Regions from separate parts of the Mus musculus genome. Here region 2 is linked to region 1. Evidence: chromatin contacts called from public promoter capture Hi-C data. All regions are on one chromosome and are shown on one strand. Each heading gives the region's core, a stretch centred on a gene start, on an enhancer-like site or on the middle of the called end of the contact. The rest is flanking DNA. Distances are from core to core; before and after follow the strand shown. Region 1 holds the start of Rfc5 (replication factor C (activator 1) 5). Region 2 overlaps Nos1 (nitric oxide synthase 1, neuronal).

What was found. Promoter capture Hi-C pulls out the DNA fragments that hold promoters and counts their contacts.
Region 2: a promoter capture Hi-C map of pre-B cells shows a contact between it and region 1, with 2.6 times the contacts expected there. The contact joins the enhancer-like site here to the promoter of Rfc5 in region 1. A contact is called at or near these places in 7 of 39 promoter capture datasets (the 3T3-L1 cell line, the C10 cell line, cranial neural crest and 3 more), 4 of 484 Hi-C or Micro-C datasets (the HPC-7 cell line, cerebellum, cortical neurons and 1 more) and 5 of 115 datasets of contacts at active chromatin or transcription factors (differentiating embryonic stem cells, embryonic forebrain, embryonic hindbrain and 2 more).

What each region holds. Positions count from the first base shown.
Region 1 is chr5:117,384,850-117,391,714 of GRCm38.p6, forward strand. It overlaps Rfc5 (replication factor C (activator 1) 5), which reads right to left and starts at 4,174. Exons shown (of 11, transcript NM_028128.1): 1 at 4,068-4,174; 2 at 3,020-3,084; 3 at 1,873-2,009; 4 at 539-618. The coding sequence starts at 4,129. It overlaps Gm15728 (predicted gene 15728), which reads left to right and starts at 4,273. Exons shown (of 2, transcript NR_166496.1): 1 at 4,273-4,436; 2 at 5,305-6,611.
Region 2 is chr5:117,947,233-117,954,235 of GRCm38.p6, forward strand. It overlaps Nos1 (nitric oxide synthase 1, neuronal), which reads left to right. Exons shown (of 28, transcript NM_008712.3): 25 at 188-336; 26 at 2,402-2,596; 27 at 5,533-5,651; 28 at 6,566-7,003. The coding sequence ends at 6,581. Among named protein-coding and RNA genes, the nearest start is that of Gm26995, 11 kb to the left of the region's middle. Within about 2 kb of position 2,514, at least 12 of the 459 cell types and tissues checked have an H3K27ac peak or open chromatin away from gene starts, as enhancers often do. A contact at or near this core is called in pre-B cells, where this site is marked.

The sequences.
Region 1 (6,865 bases), core at 2,924-5,423:
TGCGAGTAGGTCAAGCACAAACAGTTCCCAGGGCTACACACACCCCCAAGCCTGTTTACTCCTGTGTGTGTTTGTGTGTGTGCCGATGCCACATCACATCACAAATATGGAGGAGGTCACAGAATGACTTGAGGGAATCAGTTGTCCCCTTCCCCATGTGGGTCCTAAGAACTGAACTCTTGGGTCATCAGGCTTGGTGGCAAGTGCTTTAGCCCGCTGAACCATCTCACCGCCCTCCTCCTTGCCTAACTGAGCTCCATGTCAGTCCTCCTTCCTTATCTCTTATCCCTGTTTTAAACTGAGACCAGCTCATTCAGTACTGGATGTGACTCCCAGCTGAGGACCCCCACAGAGCCCAAGGCTCATGGAGTCCTCTATCCCAGCATCCCCACCTCTCAAACGCTGGCCCACCCCTGCTTCTGTCCAGGTGTTCCCTTCTTCCCTTTATACCAGCCAAGGGGGACCGAACAGCCAGGCTGTGTCCCTCCTAACCCGCACTAAGACCTGTAGGGAGAGAAATCCTACAGGTAATTCTTACTTGAAGATTGTCCTTGTGCTGGCAAAGCTGAGGATTGGCCCCCGAACAATATCGATCCCTCGGTCGTCAGAAGCATTCAGCTACAGGAGGAAGAGAGGATGCTGTGACAGTCACACCCTGTGCCAGCTACAAGCTAGTGGCTGGAAGTGTCAGCCAGCCATTCAGGTCTAATGACAGCTAAGATACAATCATCAAAAACCCTGTACACAGCCTCACAATACCATCACACAACATCCTAAAAGGATCATCCACAAAAATGTAGGAAATAAACACGGCCTGGTGACCCTGACCCAGGACCTCTGCCGTGAGCAATTGATGTTAACTTTAGTTCTCACCACCTGCAGGCTACTGTGCTTTGAATAAGCCAAAGAAAGAACTCTGGACAGCAAGGGGCTAAGCTTCAGATCCACTGCCTGAGTCAAATGCTTTTCTTCTGATTGTGGGTCTTCTGTATTCAAGTTAGCCTTGAACTCACATAGCCTAAGATGACCGTGAACTTCTGACCTTCCTGCTTCCACCTCCTGCATGCTGGGATTATAGGTGTATAGTCTGTTTATTATGCTAAGGATCAAACCCAGGACCTTGTGCATAGTAGGCGAGCACTCTATCAAATAAGCTACATTCCAGTCCCTCAAATGCTTTTCTTTCAAATACAGCATTTAGGTTTTTGTAACCTAAGGGTATTAAGGTTGTCAGCCAAGGTCCCAAGAGTTCACAGACAGCATGGCTCAGAGCAGTAATCTAAGAAGATCCTGATGAAGAGACATTTTTAAAGGTGTTTGTCGAGCAGTGGTTCTCAACCTGTGGGTTTTGACCCCAAGGGGTGTCGAATGACCTTTTCACGGGTTGCCTAAGACTATCAAAAAAACAGATAACTGTACTACAATTCATAACAGTAGCAAAATTACAGTTGTGAAGTAGTAATGAACATAATTTTATAGTTGGGGGTCACCACATCATAACAAACTGTATTAAAAGGTCGAAACATTAGGAAGATTGAGAACCACTAGCCTAAACTAAAGAGATATGCAGTATTCATTATCACCACGAAATCTTAAGGGGTTCAACAAGAGCTGTGGGCAGGTAGAGCAGGCTGTGTGGGCAGGGTACAACCTCTAAGTTGGCCCCGCAGAAAGTAGAGGCTGCCAGGTGTTAATGCCCTAGCAAGTCTAAGCAGTATCCCCCATTTTGACACCCCCCAACTCCCCCCAAAACACACACAAGATCCCATTGGTCAAACACAGCCAGGACTCAGATGGTCAGGGAATAAAAGAAGGACAAAGGTTAAGTGTCTGGAGGTCTGAGCTGTTGTGGAGTGAGAGTGTCTCCTTCACCTCCAAGACCATGGAGCCAAATTCTTTATCTTTGTACAGTTGCTTGGCACAGGCCAGGATGGTGGATGTCTTTCCTGTCCCTGGAGGGCCATAGAGAAGTAGGTGTGGCAGGCGGTCTTCACTGATGAACTTCTGAACTGAGGGACAGGAAGGGGTGACATGTGTCAGTCTCTGGGTCCTACACAATCACCTTAGGACCTGGTTATGCTAAATCCAGATATGCTTCAGTTTTTCAGTGTCCTAGTCGGAGTAGACAGGGAGGGGAAGTCCTGAAGTCACACCACAGTTTGTCTGTCTGTCTATCTGTCTTCCACACTAGCTATCTTGGGAGGGTCTATTAAGTTGAGAGCAGAAGTTCTCAACCTGTCTCGACACTTTTAGGAGCTACATATCGCACACATACCCTGCCTATCAGACATTTATTTACATTATAATTTGTAACAGTACCAAATTCCATTTATTAAGTAGCAATGAAATAATTTTATGGTGGGGGGGGGTGGTCACCACAACATGGGGAACTGTATTAAAAGGGCCACATCTTTAGGAAGGTTGAGAGCCACTGGTTTAGAGGCACAGCCTCATTGGAGGAGTCAGGTCACCAAACTCGTGCCTTTGAGGGTCATACTGCTTGCTCCCCCACCCCTTTAGCTCTCTACTTCCTGTCCACTTTGGAGCAGAGTGCTCCCACTGCCACGAAGTTGTGCTCACCAAGGGTCTAGAGTCAACAGAGCCAAGCACTGTGAACCAAAACCTCTTCAAAATCAACCATCCCTCTTCTGTGTTGTCTTCTTGGGACATGGGGGGATTGGGAAGGTGCCTCAGTTAAGCCGGGTGCTCTTGCAGAGGATCTGGGTTTGGTTCCTAGCACCTACATAGCAGCTCACAACTGCCTACAGGATCCAGGGTCCTCTTCTGGCCTCTGGAGGAGCCAGGCACACAAGGTGCACACACTTTCATGTGTAAACAAAACACCTAAACAGTAAAACCAAACAGATCTTGAGACAGTTTGGTACACTATGGAGAAGGCGACACATGGCCGGTTCTATAAAGGCTCAGAGCATCCTCTAAGGGTCACCCAGCAGAGACATCGTCATCACGAAATGGACCCAACCCTCCACAAGGACAGCAGCAACAGACAGATACTTACTGGTACTCAGAATGTCCTGGTGAGAAATGAGATCGGCCAGGGTCTGTGGCCGGTACTTCTCAACCCTGAAATAGGATTCACCGTTAAGTTACAATCTATATACTCAAGCCATGTTCTGTTACATGCAAAGAAGCCCCTTCACATCCTAAGCAGCAGAGGAAGAGAAACCCTTCGCGTCTGAACAGAGCACTGGCTCTCACAACCAGGAGTTGTTCTGTCCCCCCAGGGGACATCGGTCAGGCCAGTTATCTGTATTAACTGTGCAATGGGTGTTAGCAGCATCTGTTGAGTAGGAGTCAGGAGGTTGCTAACATCCTCCAGTGGGCAGGACAGCTCCCCCTTGCCCCTCACCAACAGCGCTGAGACTGCGCAAACGGAACTCATACTCAAATACCTATAAGCAAGAGAACGGGCAATCCACTTATGATGTGGCTTTCAAGAGGGAATCGAGTGCTGAACCATGCTACAGAACAGAAAACCCTTGAGTTCGAGAAGCCAGACTCAAAAGGCCACACGGTCTGTGACTCCAGTCCTGAGAATTTAAATACCGTGTGGCCTGAGACAAGTCTTCCTCCTCAGGATAGACCAGAAGAAAAGAAAATGAAAGCATGGCTAGGCTTGCTTCATTTAAAACACCGCTAAGGTGCTGTAGGGCCATTCAGAATGCAGGCGCTGGGGCCCTGGGTGGAAGATCAGGTCCCTGCAAGTTGTCCTCTGACCTCCACCAGGGTGCGCTGCTACGGTCCCTCCCCCGCAAATAAAGAGGGGATAGAGTGCAAGCGCTGAATTCGGACACGAGTTCGAATCCAACCAAGCCTACCCACTCCTCCGTCCTCGGAACCTTTCTAAAGAAACCCAGGATCAATTTATTAGGGTCATCGGAGCGCAGAGGCGATGCTCGAGGACCCCGAGGATGGCTAAGCTGAGCTCAGAGCCCGTTCAGGTATGGAAGCGGAGGAGCGGCTGCGGCGCCAAGGCCGGGAGCGGGGAAGGATCTGCAAAGCTCCTAGGAGGAAGAGCGGGAAGCGGGATGTGGGGCCGCTCCTACCAGGGCAGGTTCCGGGCCCGGGCCGCCGCGGGCCGCTGCTGCGAAGGCGCGGCCGCCGTCATGACTGACAGATGCTGCGGGTCCCTGCCACTGACCCGCCGCACTCGGAGTCCGCGCGCAAACCAACCCTCGCGAGGCTTCGCCTCCGGCTTCCGGCTTCCGTCCCCCGGCCCGCCTCCTCCCCGTTGCTAAGGTGCTGGTTGCTAGGTAACCCTAGGCGCCGGCCTGCAGCGGAGTTACCGCCTGAGTCGGCTGTCTCAGCCTCCTCGCACGAGGTCCAGGGTGACCGCGCGCTGAAGCCAGAGCCACCGCGGGCCTCACCAGGGCCCGATCCTGTCAGTGCAGGGGCAAGCCGCAAGGAGCAGCAAGGTGTGTGGTCAGTGCAACCTCGGTTCCATAACCAGCAACACACACACAGAGACACACGTACATATACAGGTATGCACACAGTTACAAATATACATATACATACATCCCCATTCACATACATATAAACAGATATACGCCTGCACTCACATACACATACAGATACATACACACAAGTATACACAAATACACAGTTAATACGCATACATACATACATACATGCATACATATATACTCACATATACATGTATATCACACACATATATATACACACAGAACATACACATTCAATCATATATACACATAAATACAGTTACATATATACACATACATGCATACATATATTCATATAAATACATACAAACATTTGTGTTTTATACACACAAATGCATTTTCTCCTACAGTAAGAGGATTACAGACCAATTTTATTTATTTATTTGTTTGTTTGTTTATTTATTTATTTGATTAGTTTTGAGACAGGGTTTCTCTCTGTATCTTTGGCTATCCTGAAGCTCACTCTGTAGGCCAGGTTAGCCTCAAACCCAGAGATCCACCTGCCTCTACCTCCCAAGTGCAGGGATTAATTAAATGTGAGCTTCACCGTTTGCCTGGTGACCAATTTTATTTTCATCTTTAGCTTTTACTTTGAGCCAGGTATGCCTTTAATTCGAGTACTTGGGAGGCAGAAGCAGATGGATCTCTGTGAGTTCAAGGTCTACAGAGTGGCCTCTAGGACAGCTAGGGCTACATAGTGAGACCCTGTCTTAAAAACTCGAAAGAAAACTAACTTTAATTAATTTGTGTGTGCCTCGCTGCACATGTGGAGGCCATGTGCATCAATTTTCAAGAGTTGGTCTTCTTTCTTATGCAGACGTCCTGGGAATCGAACTTAGCTGTCAAGCTTGGCCGTTTGAATCGCAAGATCATCCTTGACTGCATATCCAGCTCATGGCCAGCCTGGTGGTGTACTTAACTACCTTTGGAGTCAAGCAGCTGCCATCTGGGGGAGTTCAGCTGTGTCCACTTACAAAAGAATTACCTTAGCTGGACTTTTTGACCGTTTACATCCCCTCACGGAAGACCCTCACCTGAGTATCCACTGGCTCCCTATAATTTATTGTGTGCAACTCTGCCTTAATTGCACATGGCTTGCCTGGAGGGCAGGGGTGGGGGGAGGAGACTAGAGTACTCAGATTAAGAAAGACTAGGAGAGAGGTCTTTATCTAAGCAGCTATGGGAAAACCCTTACCCTGTTGGCCAAATCTTTTTTTTTTTTTTTTTCTCTAGGCTGGCCTCGAACTCAGAGATCTGCCTGCCTCTGCCTCCCAAGTGCTGGGATCAAAGGCGTGTGCCACCACTGCCCAGCTGCTGTCCACTGGCCAAATCTTTTCTGGTACCATCCCATCTCTGGAGGAAGGAGAACCCACTCTCCTGTAGGTACTCCTCACCTATGCTCTGTAAGGAAGCCCAATAAATTCATTGGTTCCCCCAAATGAAGTATGGCAGTAGACTCATGCCCCGGTTTGTCACTGGAATCTTAGGTGGAGGGGTAGACATCATTTATGCCCCCTCCCATGGAATGCTATCAGCACACAAGGGATTTTTATCAACACTGCAATAAAGGAGACCCTGTCTCAATCAAAACAGAACACATCACAGAAGAAGGAGATCAGATGGCACTCCAAGGATGACAGTACCCCGCCTCTCTGCTTCCTCTGTAGGCCAACTTGAGTGAATACTGGTTCTTTAGATCACTAACATGCCATGCTCCTGACTTGGCTCAGGGGTGATTTTGATGATAACTTCTCTCTGTGGCAAGCACAGGATACAGTGCCACAGTGCACTACACTGATAACAGGGATGGCTGTGAGGGATCAACACAGCCACATAGCTAACACATTGGGGACATGCCACACTCCCTCCCTCCTGCCACTCTCTGCTCACCTTTTCTTTCTCTCATATATATATATTTTTTCCATCTCAAACAAAACTTTGGGCTGGAGAGATGGCTCAGAGCATAAGAGCACTGTCTGCTGTTCCAGAGGCCCTGAGTTCAATTCCCAGCAACCACATGGTGGCTCACAACCATCTGGAATAGGAGCTGGTGCCCCCTTCTGACATGTAGGTATACATGCAGGCGGAACACTGTACACATAATAAATAAATCTTTTTAAAAAAGAAAGAAAGGGTTGGTGTGGTGGTTTCCATGAGAGTGGCCCCCACAGGCTCATCTACTTGAATACTTTGTCCCCAGTTGGTAGAACTGTTTGAAAAGGATTAGGAGGCTTGGCTGTCTTGGTTACTTTTCTATTGCTAAGAAGAAAAACCATGCCAAGTCAACTAGCATAAGAAAGCATTTAGCCATTTAGTGGGGTTGGGGATTTAGCTCAATGGTAGAGCGCTTGCCTAGCAAGCACAAGGCCCTGGGTTCA
Region 2 (7,003 bases), core at 1,264-3,763, 560 kb after region 1:
CATGCTTGTCTGTATGTGTAGATGCAAACATATGGAGGCACCTGTGTGCTTAACCCCCTGCCCCATGTATGCGAGTTTTCCTCAACACGTCATGTCCTGTGGTCCCAGCACCCCCAGCTCCTGTAGCTAAACCACTGCCCACTTGGGCATCAGAGCCATCTGTGTTATGGGTCTTCCCGGTCCCCAGGAATGAATCCGTGCCCCATGGTTCTGGTCTTCGGGTGTCGACAATCCAAGATAGATCATATCTACAGAGAGGAGACCCTGCAGGCCAAGAACAAGGGCGTCTTCAGAGAGCTGTACACTGCCTACTCCCGGGAACCCGACAGGCCAAAGGTAACCTGGCCCACACTGGGATGCCCTCAAGTGTGCAAGCATGAATATGCCTGTGAATGTCGCATCACACAAACACACACACACACACACATACCATGATGGCCAGTTTTGTTGTCTACTTGAAACAATCTAGAATCACCCAGGGAGAGGGGCTCAAGGGGGATTGTCTGGACTTAACATGGGGTTAACCGAGGTGGGAAGGCTCAGTCTGAATGTACGAAGCACCATTCCATGGCCTGACCCTGGACTGAATGAAAGGCAGGAGAGAGCTGAGCACTGAGTATTGGCTATCCGTTCCTCTCTACCCGTGACTGCTTCAAGTTCCTGCCACTAGGGCGTCCCCATAGTGATGCACCTGAACTCAAAACCAACCCTGTCTCCCTGAGTTGCTTTCATCGTGACAGAATGGAAACCAAGACACCCCACTTCTGAGTGTGTTACCCCTAACCCCAAATCTGCTCTGTCCTCAGAAAGCCTGGTGGGGGGGGGGGGCTGAGTCCCTTGAAAATATTTAACAGCTACATAATATGATCTTGCTATATGTAGCCCAGGCTAGCACAGAACCCACTCTTTAGCTTAACCCAGTCTAGAATTTGTAATCCTTCTGCCTCTACCTCCTAAATAATTAGAGGTGAATTATATACTTTAACACAGTATGTACTTTGTTGTGTATATTTCCAACAACAACAACAACAAAAAAAAAAAAAAACCTTTTAAATAGAGCCTAGGTGAGCATGATAGCCCACACCTATAATCCCAGTTCTTGAGAGGCTAAAGCAGAAAAAGTTTGAGTTCAAAGCCACCCTGAGCTACCCAGTAATACTAGTTTCAAAAAAATTAATGAGCTAAAATGTAAAAAGAAGCTTAAAATATACTTATTTGACAGTCCACAAGAGGCAACACCAATCAGAATGAACATGGGCTATGGAACTGGTATTCTAACTGCTGGGTTTGGGGGGCACTTTGGAGATCCCAGAGACTAGGCTAGGACCTATGTCGTGGGAGAAGAACAGTCAGGGGATGTGGACGGGGCTGTTTGGCACCCCGGGGGTGGCGGTCACCAGCAGAAATTACCAGCTGAATGGCAGCCATACATGGGAGTTGTTTCTGGCCCATTAAACAAACACTGCAGTGGACCACCTCTGTGCTCAGCTCACCCGCAAGCTTCTAGCTAACCTGCCCCTCACTTCCATCCTTGCTGGGATAGCTAGCTTATTGAGGCAATGGGCGGGGTGGGGAGGCCGGAAACCCCTTACTTTGCCAATCCATGGCTTACTGCCCTGAGCTTCTCTGACCCAATCGTGACCACCACCCCTCCAGGGTAAGGAGAAGGTAGCTAAGGCCCTTGCGTTTCGGTTACTTGCCTCGTGGCCCGGACAAAATACTTGATGAAAGCTACTTAAATAAGGAAGGTTTTTTATTGGGACCCACAGTTAGGGAGTACAGTCTACTGCCCATCATGGTGAGGAGGGCGTGGCAGCAGAAACCTGAACCAGATGGTCACATATGCAGCTTCGGTTTGTGAGCAGAGAGAGAGAGAGGAATGCTGGTACCCAGCTTGAATTCTCCTTTTATACAGTCAAGAACTATAAAATAATACCACCCATTTTTTAGACTGGGCTTAACTACCCTCACTAACTCAGTCTAGAGACTCCCTCATGGACACACCCCAAATTTTGTCTCCTAGATGACTCAAGGTTTTATCAAGTTGATAGTCATATATTCTGGGGTGCTCCCAATGAAGGTTATCTAGGGAGCACTCCCCCAGTTCTAGGGAGTACTCTCAAGGCTCCCCAGAGGGTCCTCAGCAGCCAAGCTCCAGCTGCCCAAGGCTGAAATCAGCCCATTCACACATGATGGTAGTTTGGTCCTATTTCACTCTTTCTAGTCCCTCGGCCCATTCCCCTGAGCTTAGCTCACAAAACAGCTCCCTACCCACAAGCCCCTGCACCATACTTCCTTGTGAATGGAGCACAGAAGCCCTACCCACAAGCCCTTGCTTCCTGGTGGGTGGAGCCAGAAGCCTCTCAGAGGGGCCACAGCTCACTGTCCTCTGCTTCTGCAGAAATATGTACAGGACGTGCTGCAGGAACAGCTGGCCGAGTCTGTGTACCGCGCCCTGAAGGAGCAAGGAGGCCATATTTATGTCTGCGGGGACGTTACCATGGCCGCTGATGTCCTCAAAGCCATCCAGCGCATAATGACCCAGCAGGGGAAACTCTCGGAGGAGGATGCTGGTGTGTTCATCAGCAGGCTGAGGGTGAGTGACAGCTGGCAACCAGCGTCCAGAAGTTTCCTCTCTTCCAACCTGTACCGTAACTCGGGGAGTCCATCTGACCTTATAACTGGGGTTGCACCTAGCCTCGATCCGGAGACAGAGACAGACAGGAAGGCAGGCATGCAGGTACACACAGTCAATATAGTTATAGGTTCTAGTATGAAAATGACACTGGGCCTGTGGGGAGTTTTATGGATGCAATCCTAGCTCAGTGCTTCCTGCACCCCTGAGCAAATGATTTCATATGGTTGGCACTTCATGAAAAGGCTCACCCACCACGTTGTGGTGCACATCTTTAATCCCAGCTCTCTGGAGGCAGAGGCAGGTGGATCACTGTTGAATTCAAGGCCAGCCTGGTCTACAGAGTGGGCTTCAAGACAACGCAATGAAACAGAGAAACCCTGTCTTGCCCCCCCCCAAAAAATACAAAAACAAAACAAACAAACAAAAAAACAAAACAAAACAAGTCTCATCCAAAGAGGGCAGGTGGAACTGAACTGAATACCGCTATGCTTGCTCTCTAAACAGTGCACCTGATGTGGGGTGTGACTGCCCTGAAGGAAAGGCCTTTTCTTACTCTGCTCAAAGGCTAGTAGGTTAGCAGCCGTGATAGTTTCCCTAACAGTGTCCTAACTGTTGTGACAGATCACCTCCCCCAATAGAAACTGAATCCCAGAGGCAGTCCCATCCCACTGTGATTTCTTAAATGAACAATGATCAATGTTCATTGGGGGAGGGGCATGAATATGTCGTGGTGCACCTGTGGAAGTCAGGGGACACCTGGCAGAGTGTTCTCTTCTATCGTGTGGGTCCTAGGGATCTAACTCATGTCATCAGGCTTGGTGGCAAGCCCCTTCACCAGCTGAGCCATCTCAGTGACCCCAGTTAGTAGGCAAACATTTTTCTAGACACTCTTCTCTAAGCCCAGTGAGGGAAAAGAGATTTCTGCTAGAAGTTGGCAGGGGGCTGTAGAGAGGGCTCGGCAGGAAAGGTACTCGCGGTGCAAGCATGAAGACCAGAGTTCAAATCCCCAGCATTTACATAAATGCCAGATGGGCATGACAGCTTGCCTGTGCTCCTGGCACACAGAGGCAGAGGCAGGGCTTGCCCAGAGCAAGCTGACCAGTGAGATTAGCTGAATCATGAGCTCTGGGCTCAGGTGAGAGACCCTGCCTCAGTACATAAAATGAAGAGATCAAAAGACACCCAGTGTCATCTTCTGGCCTCTATAATGCGCGTGTGTGTGTGTGTGTGTGTGCGCGCGCGCACACACACACACACACACACACACACACACACACACGTGTACGGACATGGATACAAACACATTCACAGAAGGGGAGGAAAAAGACACGCCAGGTGAGGAGGGATGCTGTGTGGCCTGCCACACCCTTGGTGTCTTTGACAGATGTGGACCTTGCTGCAGGAACCAGGCACTAGAACTGAATACATTGGGTGCCTGGATACAGAGCAGGGTACTAGAACTGAGTATCCCATTGGCACTACTAGCCAAGCCAAGCTCCTGGCCACTACCCTCCCTGGGAATATGATGACTCTCTCCTCCCAACCACCAAACGTCACTCTTAAATAATAATATTCTTCCCCCCCCCCTTCCCTTTCTCCCTCTTGCTCTGGCCCCCGCTTGCTCCAGGACCAAATAATAATATTCTTAACTGACCAACCCACCCCTCACTTTTGCCAAGGGGCCTCCCATCACTTCTGAATCTGCCCCACCACTGCCCCCCGCCCCCCCGCCCCCCCCCCCGCCCCATGCTGGAGACAAAACCGAGTGTCTTGTGCACGCTGAGGAAGTAATGTACCACAGACTAGATCCCCAGCCCCACAGTCACCTTCCTTTTCTCTCCATCTGCTGGTACCAGTCAGCTGGAATATTTCCTACTTAATTCGGGCTTGCTGGTGTAAAGGTCTGAAAATCGCTGAAGGGAGACCCCCCAGACTTAGCATGCATGCAGAGGCAGAGAGCGTTTTATTCTGTAGAAATAACCAGTGGGGGGGGGGGGTCAACCATTTTTCAAAATGGCGACCCTAGTCAAAGGCACACCGGCCTTCTTACAGGGAACTGGGGGAACTCTCTAGAAGTTCTAGAAGATTAGGTAATCTCTACCGTGATTGGCAGGGGCCAAAGCAGTGACATTAGTAGAACTTTGGCTACTATGTTAGTCCCTCTGTATTTAGAAAGTGGGTTAGGTAATCGAAAATTTTATTGGTGGGTGCTGGGGAGGTCACAGGGGTCGGCTTCTGATTAGCCAGGTGGTCAGTGGTTCGAATTCCTATGTCAGGAGGAGATAGGGCTGTCCAGCACAGGTGGCCAATCCTGAGATAAGATATCTTCCCATTCTTGTGGTTACCCCCAGGCTGTTCTTGGGGAGGGGGTTTTATGACCTTCCTTCTGGATTTTATGGTCTGTTCCCAGAGCAGCTGGCGTCTTATGGCCTGGTTCCTGGGACTTAGGGTCTGTTCCTGGAGCTGATGCCTTAAGGCCGCCTTTTCCAAAACAAGCCTGGTCCTTACATGGAGATAAAGGGAGTTTATGTTGTCCCTTTTTTTTTTTTTTTTTTTTTTTTTTTTTTTTTTGCAGGGATCCGAACTTTTCAGGGGTGAGTTGGAAAGAGGAGAGACAGAATTAAAGCTCCTTTTGGGCCTCCTTGATCCTTCTATGCTCAGAATCCTCAAGGCAGCCACCCTTTTTCCAAATACTCACCCCATAGATTCTTTGTCACCTAGGCACAAAAGGGTGGAGCACTGTTCACCACAGCCTTAGTGACCACAGGTACCCCAGGACCTTGAGCTTAGCCTTTGTCTTGTCTAGGTGTGTGCTCTCCCGTGTATCCCATGTCTGTCCCTCTCCAAGCCCTTCCCTGCCATCTGATCCATGCCCTGGCTGTTTCTGCCCATAGGATGACAACCGGTACCACGAGGACATCTTTGGGGTCACCCTCAGAACATATGAAGTGACCAACCGCCTTAGATCTGAGTCCATCGCCTTCATTGAAGAGAGCAAAAAAGACACAGATGAGTAAGTCACATCCAGGTCTGGGGGAGGGGCTACAGCTGGTGGGCAGGAATCCCCAGACCAAAATGGCGATGGGTGGGAGTGTCCCAGACCAAAATGTGTGGCTGCGATCCTGCTGCTACCTGGGCAGAAGGTTGCCCATTTGAGGCCAGCTGGAGCTACGCATGGAGATCTCCTCTCAATAAAACAAAAGAAAGGGGTGCACGTGCCCAGGTGTCTCCAGTCCTGTGAGCCATTCGGGACTCCAAGGATCCAGATGGTGGTAGTCCCTGCTCTGGACACCTTGTGGGAGGTTGGTTTCTGCCTACAAACACTGTAACTCTTGATGCTCCCCCTACCCCTACCCCTAATCCAAAAGTCACAGGGGACATTCTCATGGATGCAATTAAAACAGATAGTATCTTGACAGTTTGACTCAGCCTTTAGGAATTGCAGGAAGCAGCCTGAAGCAGTGGTGTAGAGTCTCATTCTTTAAACCTTCCCTACCGGGGTGCAGCAAGAAAACCAGTGTGTTAATGCCCACCCCCATCCCCCACCCCTCCCCACCCCCACCCCCACCCCCACCCTTCCCCTTCAAGCAGGTGGGACTCGATTCTCGCTTTCCCAGTGAGAGTGGCTGTTACCGTCTCCACTCTATCCATTTAAGCTTACATTATTGCTGCGCCGTGTGCATCCACGGGTGTGCATGTGTGTGCTTGGAGCCTGGAGAGTTAGGGGCAGTTGTGAACCGCCTCACCTAGGTGCTAGGAACCGAACTCAGATTCTCTGGAAGAGCAGCAAGTACTGGTCTGAACTTGCTTTACTTCCTGTCTCCCAAGTGTTAGGATCACAGATGCACCCCACTGTCACACCCTGACCCCCGAAGAAAGCTAAGGAACCTGGTTTCCACGCCACTAACACCTTCTCTTGTCCAGCAGGGTTTTCAGCTCCTAACTGGATCCTCCCGCCCCATGGGATATGGGGTGGCTGCCCTGAGTGCCCACGCGAGGGCGGCCGCAAGTTGACTAAACGGGGACACACACGGCTGAACCTTCCCCACGGGACCCCGAGTGGCCCCACCCTGCCTCTTGTCCTGTTGCTATGTCCTGGTCCTTCTTCCCGCTCTGGGCTTCTCTCAACCCCAACCCTGGGTTTTCTCCTAGACTCTTGGGCTGCGATGCATCACCCTTGTTACCCTGCAGTGGCTCTTACAAAACCACTTCCTCCCCACCCGCTTGCTGCCAAGGGGCGGGTTGCGGTGCATGAAACCGCTGGGTCCTGGCTGTCACTCCTGTTGGGGGTCTGAAGGTGGCTGGCACTGGGCCTCAGGTCACCCTGAGCCAGTCCCGTGGCCACTTCAGCCCTTTTCCATCCTC